Regions from separate parts of the Mus musculus genome. Here region 2 is linked to region 1. The links are chromatin contacts, called in public promoter capture Hi-C maps. All regions are on one chromosome and are shown on one strand. Each heading gives the region's core, a stretch centred on a gene start, on an enhancer-like site or on the middle of the called end of the contact. The rest is flanking DNA. Distances are from core to core; before and after follow the strand shown.

The links. Capture Hi-C pulls out chosen DNA fragments and counts their contacts.
Region 2: a contact with region 1 is called in a promoter capture Hi-C map of adipose tissue, with 3 times the contacts expected there. The contact joins the promoter of Pdcd7 here to the promoter of Rpl4 in region 1. A contact is called at or near these places in 15 of 39 promoter capture datasets (the 3T3-L1 cell line, the C10 cell line, the HPC-7 cell line and 11 more), 12 of 484 Hi-C or Micro-C datasets (CD4 T cells, CD8 T cells, the MNK3 cell line and 5 more), 5 of 115 datasets of contacts at active chromatin or transcription factors (astrocytes, embryonic hindbrain, large pre-B cells and 2 more) and 2 of 9 other capture datasets (adipose tissue and liver).

The regions. Positions count from the first base shown.
Region 1 is chr9:64,171,589-64,176,264 of GRCm38.p6, reverse strand. It overlaps Rpl4 (ribosomal protein L4), which reads right to left and starts at 2,878. Exons shown (of 10, transcript NM_024212.4): 1 at 2,832-2,878; 2 at 1,270-1,441; 3 at 965-1,071; 4 at 543-681; 5 at 49-173. The coding sequence starts at 2,834. It overlaps Zwilch (zwilch kinetochore protein), which reads left to right and starts at 3,334. Exons shown (of 19, transcript NM_026507.4): 1 at 3,334-3,447. The coding sequence starts at 3,374. It overlaps Gm23344 (a small nucleolar RNA gene), which reads right to left and starts at 1,217; the gene lies at 1,150-1,217. Snord16a (small nucleolar RNA, C/D box 16A) reads right to left here and starts at 833; the gene lies at 743-833. It also overlaps Gm22571.
Region 2 is chr9:65,343,250-65,347,925 of GRCm38.p6, reverse strand. It overlaps Pdcd7 (programmed cell death 7), which reads right to left and starts at 1,858. Exons shown (of 5, transcript NM_016688.2): 1 at 918-1,858. The coding sequence starts at 1,784.

The DNA of each region.
Region 1 (4,676 bases), core at 1,629-4,128:
GAATCCAAATCTGCCAGTATGGAAGATCAGTGTATATGGTGAGCTTACCTTTTTGATGTCATTCCAAGCTTTGAGTTTCTTGAGCAGCTGAACAGCCTCCTTGGTCTTCTTGTAACCTTCAACCTTATCTTCAACCACCAGCGGCAGCTCAGGAACCTCCTCAATACGATGACCTAACAAAACCAATTTAATACTTAACAGCAAAGTCTCATCTTTCCCCCCAGAAACACTGTTCCAGAACTCAAAAGATACTGTCTCTGCTTTCAGTGGCAGATGTCTCACTTTGCACCACACCTCAAAATAAACCATCATGCAATTTGCGCCAAATCAGAATTTCCACTAATATCATGCGTTTCAGAAACACGGACCATTAAGTGGAATTTCATCATTTTGACAGTCAAGAACATTATAAGAATGTGATAAGAGCCTACTATGTTGATGTAAGCATAAGTGACTTTAGCAGGCAGAGAGAAACAGAATTCATGAAAGCAATTTACTTAGGTACAAGTTAAAACTAAATGTCACATATCAAAGCATCAGACCTTTAGACATCACCAAAGCTGGTAAGGCCGAGGCAGCCAGGGCAGAACAGATGGCATATCGTTTTTGGGTTGTATTCACTCTGCGGTGCCAACGACGCCAGGTTTTGGTTGGTGCAAACATGCGTCCCCCACGACACATCTGTTTTCTTTGTCAAGAATTAACATCTTTTTCAAATTTAGAAAATTAACAAGATTACTACTTGCTCAGTAACAATGTTCGTCAACCTTCTGAACCAGCATACTGACAGCAGGCAACTGTCGCTGTGAACAGAGTAAGACGCAAATTACGACATCACTGCAAGTTCCCAGCCAAACATCTCCAGATTTTTGTCTAGAGAGACTCTAGTATGTTTAAACATGATTCAAATATTAATTAGCCTAAGTCCAGTTGGTCAGTTGCCAAGAGCACTAATCAAGGATACATTTCCAAAGGCACCCTGGCCAGATCGGTGGGTCCCACCACCTCGAACTCTTGGAATTCGAGCCACAGCTCTGCCAGTACCCCAAGACTCAGCACTGGTCTGATGACCTAAAATTGGGAAGAACAAAAGGTTTAGGAACTAACTCATAACAAACCCATGACTTAAAACTAATGCATGATAAAGGCAGTATCAGAATAGCCAAGGAAAATCATGTAGTTCAGAAACACGGACCAATGGAATCTCATCATTTACTGCAAAGGAGCCCTGGAAAGTATATAACCATGATGACGAATGCAAATCCATACCTGCCAATTCACTGACGGCATAGGGCTGTCTGTTGTTTTTCCTCAAGTTGGTGTGAACGAAGTTCACAATATCTGGTCGAATGGGAGCTTTGAACACAGCTGGCAAAGTGACATTCTTGCCAGATGACTCTCCCTTTTCGGAGTACACCGATATGAGGGGACGGGCACAAGCCTTGGAAGGAATAAAAAAAGTAACTAAAACAGAGGAAGTACCATCTCCTGTATTTGAAACCTAGATTTTAAAGCCCACATTATTAGTACTTGCAAACAGATATGACTCCCTGGGGACTAGGAAGGCAGGTGTTAACTGTGTGAGACAGGAAATACAATGCCAATAAAACCATATAATGTTATAATAATAATAATGGATTCACTTAAAAATAATCAAGAGTACTTATATTGACAACATTGGAGACACATTCATCCCATAATTAAATGTCAAGAGCTTGATATCTGGAGACAAATATGTAAATACAGAAGTAAAAGTCCCAATATTTGAGGCCATATACAGGCCAATCTGTGGAATCAGTTTGAGGCAAGTATTGCTTTGCAGGAGACCCCAAATTCAAGCAACACAGTAAACCACCACTGGGTTTATCATTTCAATAGTTTTACAGCAAAAGGACAACCTGAAAATCTATCAATTTTAATGAGAAACAAACTTGGAAGCAACATTATAAAAACTGTTCATAGATACTGTTTAATGAGGACATGTTAAATTAATTCTACCCTCACCAACTTCAGCAAAGCTGGCCTGCTCATTTATCCAATGTTCCAGACCCCTTCAAATTCAGAAACGTTTTGATACTCTGAAAGACTCTTAACTGAGGATTCCACCAGCACTTAGGTCTGACCTATTTCCCATGTGCCCTTCCAGATACTATACCATCTCTTCTACTATACCCCCCTTTAAGTCGTCTCACAATAGGACAACCTATCTAGTCGGTTTAACGATGAATCTAACAGTCTCCAAATTACTGTGGTCAGAACAACCTTAATCCATCTACAGATAAACATTCGTGGTAAAACAATATACTAATTACTACTGAAAACTCGCTTAAGATTCAAAGGTCTAGATTACATCATATAAAGTAACGAAGACATGCATTTCCAGAAATTGTCTTAAAGAGGTGAAGGCAATCTTCCTGGAAAGCATAAATTCAGATATCCTTCAGCCCTTTTCTTTGAAGACAATTTCTCCGGACTGAAAGCACATGACCCGCCACGGCCTGTGCGGAGTTGTCATCGGACGATCTCGAACCCCTGACAAGTCTCTGGCATCAAAACGCTCGGCTTCCAGCAACCCTGCTTAGAACTAAGCAAAGCTTAGAACTAAGAAAAGCTAAGATCCCAAAGGTTCCTCTACCATCCACCTGGCGCTGTTGCCCACGTTGCCTCTAAGATGGCTGCCTCAGCGCCCACAACTCAGCTCCGGCCAGAAAAGGTGCTAGGTTTCCTTTCCCTCGTCTCCTCTCTGCAGATTCCATGTTCTGAACCTTCGCCCTCCTCTATAGCCGCCCCCCAGACCAGGGGGAAGCCCAGTGTAGAAGACCTCCACTCACCATGACGGGGAGAGGAGAAGGCCACGCTCCTCTCTACCCGGCTGCTCCCACAGGAAAAGGAAAGACTTGTCACTTGTACTCTATATATCCTTCCACTCGTCTTCCGCATCCTGCCCCTTATCAAAATCAAATTAGAGACACGATCTATCTTTCTGCTACATGTAAAAATTTCAAAAGGTAATATTATTGCGTGACGTGTGTTAAAATTATGTATTCATTTTTTTTAAAGTTAAAAAGAGTGATTAGAAAGGAGGGACTCTTTTTCGCGGAATAATTCGTAACTCGTCACAACTCTCGCGAGAATTATCTTTCTCCTCATCCCGCCCACCCTCATCATAACATCTCTTTTAGTCCATTTTTTCCCCCCTAACAGAAATGGGAGACTTTTGGAATAGTAAATTGAGGGGATGCTCTACTAAATTAAAGCAATGTGTTAGCGTTGAGTACAAACCGAACTTAAAGCGTGAAGTAGTTCCGGCGGGGCGGGGTCATGGCCTCTGACGTCATTGTCTGGGCGCGCAGTTCAGTTTAACTTCTTAGCAATGGACGGAGGCCACGGCGGTATGTGGTCGCGAATGAACCGCGCGGCGGAGGAGTTTTATGCTCGTCTCCGGCAGTGAGTTGTGGTTGGGGAATGGGATGGTACTTGTCCCTCCCCTGCCGGTGGTGTTTGCCACAGCTGGCTGCCGGCTTTCCTGGACCTGGGATGTGAGAGGCAGCCAGGGCTCTGCGGAGGCCTAGGCTACTGCCGGCCTCCGGAGAAAACACCCGAGCTTACCCAAGGGAGGCAAGATGGCAAAGCAGTGTACGGATTGGACTGATGTACACGCTTCTAAGTAGAGGCTCCTGGGACACAGAGAGCTAGATGTCATCGGGCCTCAAGCTCAGAAACGGACAGAATCCGCATCGACCCTCCTCGGCAGCCTCCTGATGCCGAGATGAGAGGCGTGAGCCGTGCCACAAATTCACTGTGTTCCCTCAGTGAAATTCTGTCAACTTCTACATCCTGTGTGAAAATCTAAGTCAGCGACTCACATCAGAATCACCCACAGGGTTGCCAAAATATACATTGACTGGCTCAGCCTCTGAGATTTTTGATTTCGTAGGCCTGATGTGAAGACAAAAAACTTTAATTCTAGGTGCAAGGTGTTGCTAGTTGGGTATAGCCCATTAGTCTCTAAATGCTATCATTTTTAACTGCCATTATTGCCCCTCCTGTTTACAAAAGCAGTAATAATTTTTCACTACTACAGGAAAAGAACTAATGTGCTTTTGTTTTTTAAGATAGTTTCAGAGCCCGGCGTGGTGGCGCACGCCTTTAATCCCAGCACTCGGGAGGCAGAGGCAGGCGAAGTTCGAGGCCAGCCTGGTCTAGAGAGTGAGTTCCAGGACAGCCAGAGCTATACAGAGAAACCCTGTCTCGAAAAATCAAAAAAAAAAAAAAAAAAAAAAAAAATAGTGTCTCTGTGTAACCCTGTCTGTCTTGGAACTCAATCTGTAGAGTAGGCTGGCCTGGAACTCAGAGATCCGGCCGCCTCAGCCCTCAGAGTGCTGGGGGTCAAAGGCGGGAGCCACCACTGCCCAGCTAAAACTAGTGGGTTTTAGTGGTTGGGTTTTTGTTGTTGTGTTGTGTTTGTTTTTTTTTGTTTTTTTTTTTTTTGAGACAGGGTTTCTCTGTGTAGCACTGGTTGTCCTGGAACTCACTCTGTAGACCAGGCTGGCCTTGAACTCAGAAATTCACCTGCCTCTGCCTCCCTAGTGCTACGAATAAAAGCATGAGCCACCACGCCCAACAAAACTGATGTTTTTAAAGAAGCTAATGTCTTTGAGCTCAGGAACTTGAGT
Region 2 (4,676 bases), core at 609-3,108, 1.2 Mb before region 1:
CTACTTTCTCCCGGGTTCTACTGAAGAACATGAGACAGACAAGCTTTGAAGTCATACAACTTGGGACTAAATCTGAGGTAATATTGGTATACAGGCTTGTGTGACTGCTGTCAAGTTAGCTGCTTTAAGTCTCAGTCTGTAAAATTAGGGTAATGAATTCCTCGGGATTGTGTGCAGGACACTAGTGTAGTGTCTACTATAGATATGAGTACTGAACAGGGGTAAGGAAGGCATGGACAAAACAGCACAGCAACCTGAGAGACCAGTGGGACCGGGCTATGCACACTCTCCAAAAATAACCGGAGTATCTCATGGGCCTTGTGGCTGCCAATCTGTTGACAGTGTTTTCCTTTCTAATCTGCACTTGCTACTTACTGCATTGTTTTTGAATATAGTTTTCCTGCTATTTTTACAATTTTGTGTGAGTCCTTAATTCAATCATTTGAGTAAGAGGCCAAGTACCTGGAAACACCTGATCCAGACAGACCCACTCCACCGGATACACTGGTATTCATAGTATCAAACCAAAACAAATGAACCCGGGAGAGAACTATTATCAACCTCATCAGCCAATTATGTTATAAAGGTTTCTAGGTGTGGTCCAAGTCCTCTACATTTGCATGCTTTAGGACAGTATAAAAGATACTGCTCTGCATCTTCAGTAAGTGGATCCAACTTTGAAGCAGGACACAAGAGGTGTGTCCTCCCAGAAATGCACCAGTGTAAACCTGTCGCGTGTTTAAGGGACTTTATAGTCCAAATTCTAGAGTTTTATGCACCACACATCGTCAACAAGGAATACAGAGCAAAGAAGTGGCAAAGGCTAGCTTTCGCGGATAAGCATACAAGTTAACTAGCACGCAGATTCGAGTTCCAGACACCACAGCTCCAACCACCGAGCGCATACTGGTTCTCACCCGCTTCTTTTCCTCCACTTCCTGCACGCACTTCACCCTCCAGCGGTCAATCTCCTGCTCCCGTTCCGTGGCCTGCGCGGCCTCCGCCTCCCGCTCAGCCTCCCGATCCCGGGCCCTCTCACGAAGCCGCAGCCGGCGGCGCCGGACCCTCTCCAGCCTCCGTCGCGCCTCGCCCACATAGGCGGCCTGGGCCAGCGGCTGCAGCCGCTCCGCTAGCTCCGCTCGTAGTGGCGCCGCCTGAGCGTGCAGGGAGGCCCAGGCTGCTCCGTCGGCCTCAGCCTCGCGCAGGGACTGCCCCAAGCTGCGTAGCCGCCGCACCAAACGCAAAGCGGAACGCAACCGCGCGCGGACTTCACCCAGGCTGGGCCCGGCGGGTGTGCGCGGGGTCCGGAGGCCACCGGGCCGCCGGGGGTTCCCGAACACCGCCTCCAGCCACTGCCGATCACGCAGGCGCTGCAGGGCCGCGTCTCCGAGCACGTCGGGCGGCGGCGGCGCCTCCGCCCAGCGCGGGCTCCAGGGCGGCCCGGGACCTGGAGGCGGTGGCCGTGGACGCTCGACGGCGTCGGGCCCCGGGAAGGGCCGGCACTGCGGCGGCGGCGGCGGCAGCGGTGGGGGTGGCACCGGGAAGAAGGCGCCGCCACCGCCACCGCCGCGGGAGGCCTCGGCTGGCGCGCGGGGCTGCAGGGCCAGCGGAGGCTGGAGGAAGGGGGCGGAAGCCCCCGGGAAGGGGCCGGGTCGCTGGGGAAGGGGCGGCGGGAAAGCCGGAGAGGGCAGCGGCGGGGGCGGACAGCCGAATGGAGCGGAAGGCGGTGGCTGCGGAGGGGGAGGTCCCTGACGGCTCTGGGCGAAAAAAGGTGGCAGAGCCATGTCTGTAGTGCAGCGGTTGGGAGCAGTGACAGTAATCTGGGAACTTCTTTATCCGGGTTCCAGGAGGAAGTGACGTGTATAACGTGCGACCGGTGCTTGACTCACTTCCCGGAAGCGAGGCGTAGTGCAGGACCTTGGTTTGTCGTGCCAGGAAGCTTGAACCTTCCCAAACCACCAAGGATCCGTCTCCGATGTTAGGGTTTATTTCGGGCTCAGGCTCGGGCTCTCCTCCAAATCGACCTTAACACAGCAGGACAGAAAGAGAAGGCGGAGCAGCCCTGAACCCTCAGTAGAACAAGTTTTTATAGAAAAATAAAAGCTGAAAGGAAATAAAACTTGAGACATGTGATTCATGTAATTTATGTCAAATAGCCCAAAGAGTTGTTTGTGAGCTTTGAAACCTGGGGCTGAGAACATAGCAGAACAGGCCAGGACATGCCCCCCTATCTCCCGCCCTTCTGACAGTCTGTTGATGTTTAAATGAACCAATCATGTGAAACCTCGCCAATTCCTCCCCCAGCCCCATCCCTTTTCTATAAAAATCCCTAGCTTCCAAGCGTCAGAGTCGAAACCACTGTCTCCTGTGTGAGATACGTTTCGAACCGGAGCTCTGCCATTATGGCTCCACCATGTGGTCGACACCTCTGTCTCCTGAGGGAGATATATGTCGGCCCGGAGCTCCGTCATTAAACTACCTCATGCTTTTACATCAAGATGGTTGTCTGTTCGTGATTCTTGGGTGCGCTCCGAATGGAAATTGAGTGGGGGTTTCCCCACTAGGTTCTTTCAAAGCGAGGGAGGGGTTGTCCAGTCTGGCAAGCATCTAATAGAATGACTATAAGCCAATAGTTGGGTGCCCTGAATCGTGCATTTGATCACAAACAGTTTGAAAGTACATCTGAAACAATCAAACTAATCTTTGATTAACTGTTGCTAGGAAGTAGCTAGGGATTAACTCTGGCCAAGGACAAGCCATGGGGTCCTTTCTGGTATTTTGGTGCAGCTTGAGTTCTGCTTTTTTCTTTTCTTGAAGATGGAGGCTGGTCCCAAGATGGAGTAGGTTTGGCCTCTCCAATTCAGTCTTGAATTCAGAAATCCTGATGATTGTTAACGTTCTAGAGGGACTAGAGACACGGTCTGAAGCTCCGGCTAAGATCTGAAAGACAACAAAAAGTTATGAGAGGAACACAGGATGGAAGCAGCAGGTACTAGTGATTTGCAGTATGTCTGCTGGGGGTCGAAAGAATGCAGGGTGTAAAACACAGAAACACAAAGAGAAGCTAGGTGGTCTTGGAGAGATAGATGTTACAGTGTCCATATGTCATATTGATAGAACCTAGTGGGGAAACCCCCACTCAATTCCCGATTTGGTGTGCACCCAAAACCCAAAAAATCACGAATAGACCGTCTTTGATGTAAACACACAAGGTAGTTTAATGATGGGGTTCCGGACCAACATGCATCCCACACAGGAGATAACGGATGTTGGCCACAGGCTCGAAAGCTAGGGGTTTTTATGGGGTAAGGAGCTTAGGGGTGTGGAATTCAGCATAGCGACATGCTATTGGCTTATTCAAACATCAGCAGAAAAATTACATGTACGTGCAGGATGTCAGAGTTCTATGAGTTGTTGACTCAGTTCAGATAGCCCTGTTATGTCCTCACATTCCTCTTTATCTTTATGGTCAAGCTGTTCCCAGGAATGTTTTAACTATGGGGCATGCCCGGGTTTGTTTTTCTTTTTTCTCAGCCCCAGGCAGCCTCTAGGCTCACAAACAACCAGCAATTTCTGAGTACTTTATATGACATACAGGTCTTGAAATTTCATCTTTCTTTCAATATCTTTGATTTGCTTTGATCTTCTGGCTGTTCTGGAACTGGTTCCCTAGACCCAGCTGGTCTCGAACTCAAAGAGATCTGTCTGCCTCTGCCTCCCCAGTGCTGAGATTCAAGGCATGAGCCACCACTGCCTGGCTCCAGGGTGTCATGTTTTAAAAGAAAAGAAGGAAGGAAGGAAGGAAAGAAGGGAAAGGTAAGGAAGGAAGAAAGGAAGAAGGAAAGAAAGAAAGAAAGAAAGAAAGAAAGAAAGAAAGAAAGAAAGAAAACTGACTAATGGCTATAAGCCAGAATTGTAAAGGGAAATCCTTCCATCTTATTAGTTAAAAAAGTTAAACTTCTTTGGTATAAACTTAAGACTCACATTCAGCTGTAAGAAACAATACAAAGGAGCCTGCGTGTCCTTTATCCTGGTTTCCCAACTTGCAACATCTTACAAAGCTGCAGTGCATTTTCCCTTTTAGAACCACACCATTTTTATCCCTTAATCCACCTTCTGAAATCTCAGTTATCACTAATTCACATACTAAAAGAGTTGTGTGTGTGTGTGTGTGTGTGTGTGTGTTCACTAATCCAGGAGTGCACTCACAAGGAGGCTCAGAAAGCACAGTGTGCTATCAGAACTGGAGATTTATCTATCTGTGTTTTATTAGTATTATTCCTGACAGGATCCCATAAAATGAATTTATACTTCTGTTTGATCATTTTGTTCCTGGGGGAGATTAAAGTCATGTACCACCGCCACCTTGTTCACTAAATCTAGAATTTAAAAAACTACTAATTTACAGAGATCTACTTGCCTCTGCTGTGATTAAAGGCACGATCTACCATAGCCCTGCTCAAATATTTTATCTTATCTCCAAAAACACACCAGCTCTTGGATATTTAGAAATCAAAGTTTGAACTGTAGTAACTCTTTGAATTTACTTGAAATATTTTAAATCTCTTAAATGTGTTTTTAATACCAAACAACAAAAATATCTGAACTGGAAATTTCTATTTCTTTGGAGACTTAGTTGTGTCATGTAATGTTTTTCTGGAAACTCTTAAGAGAGG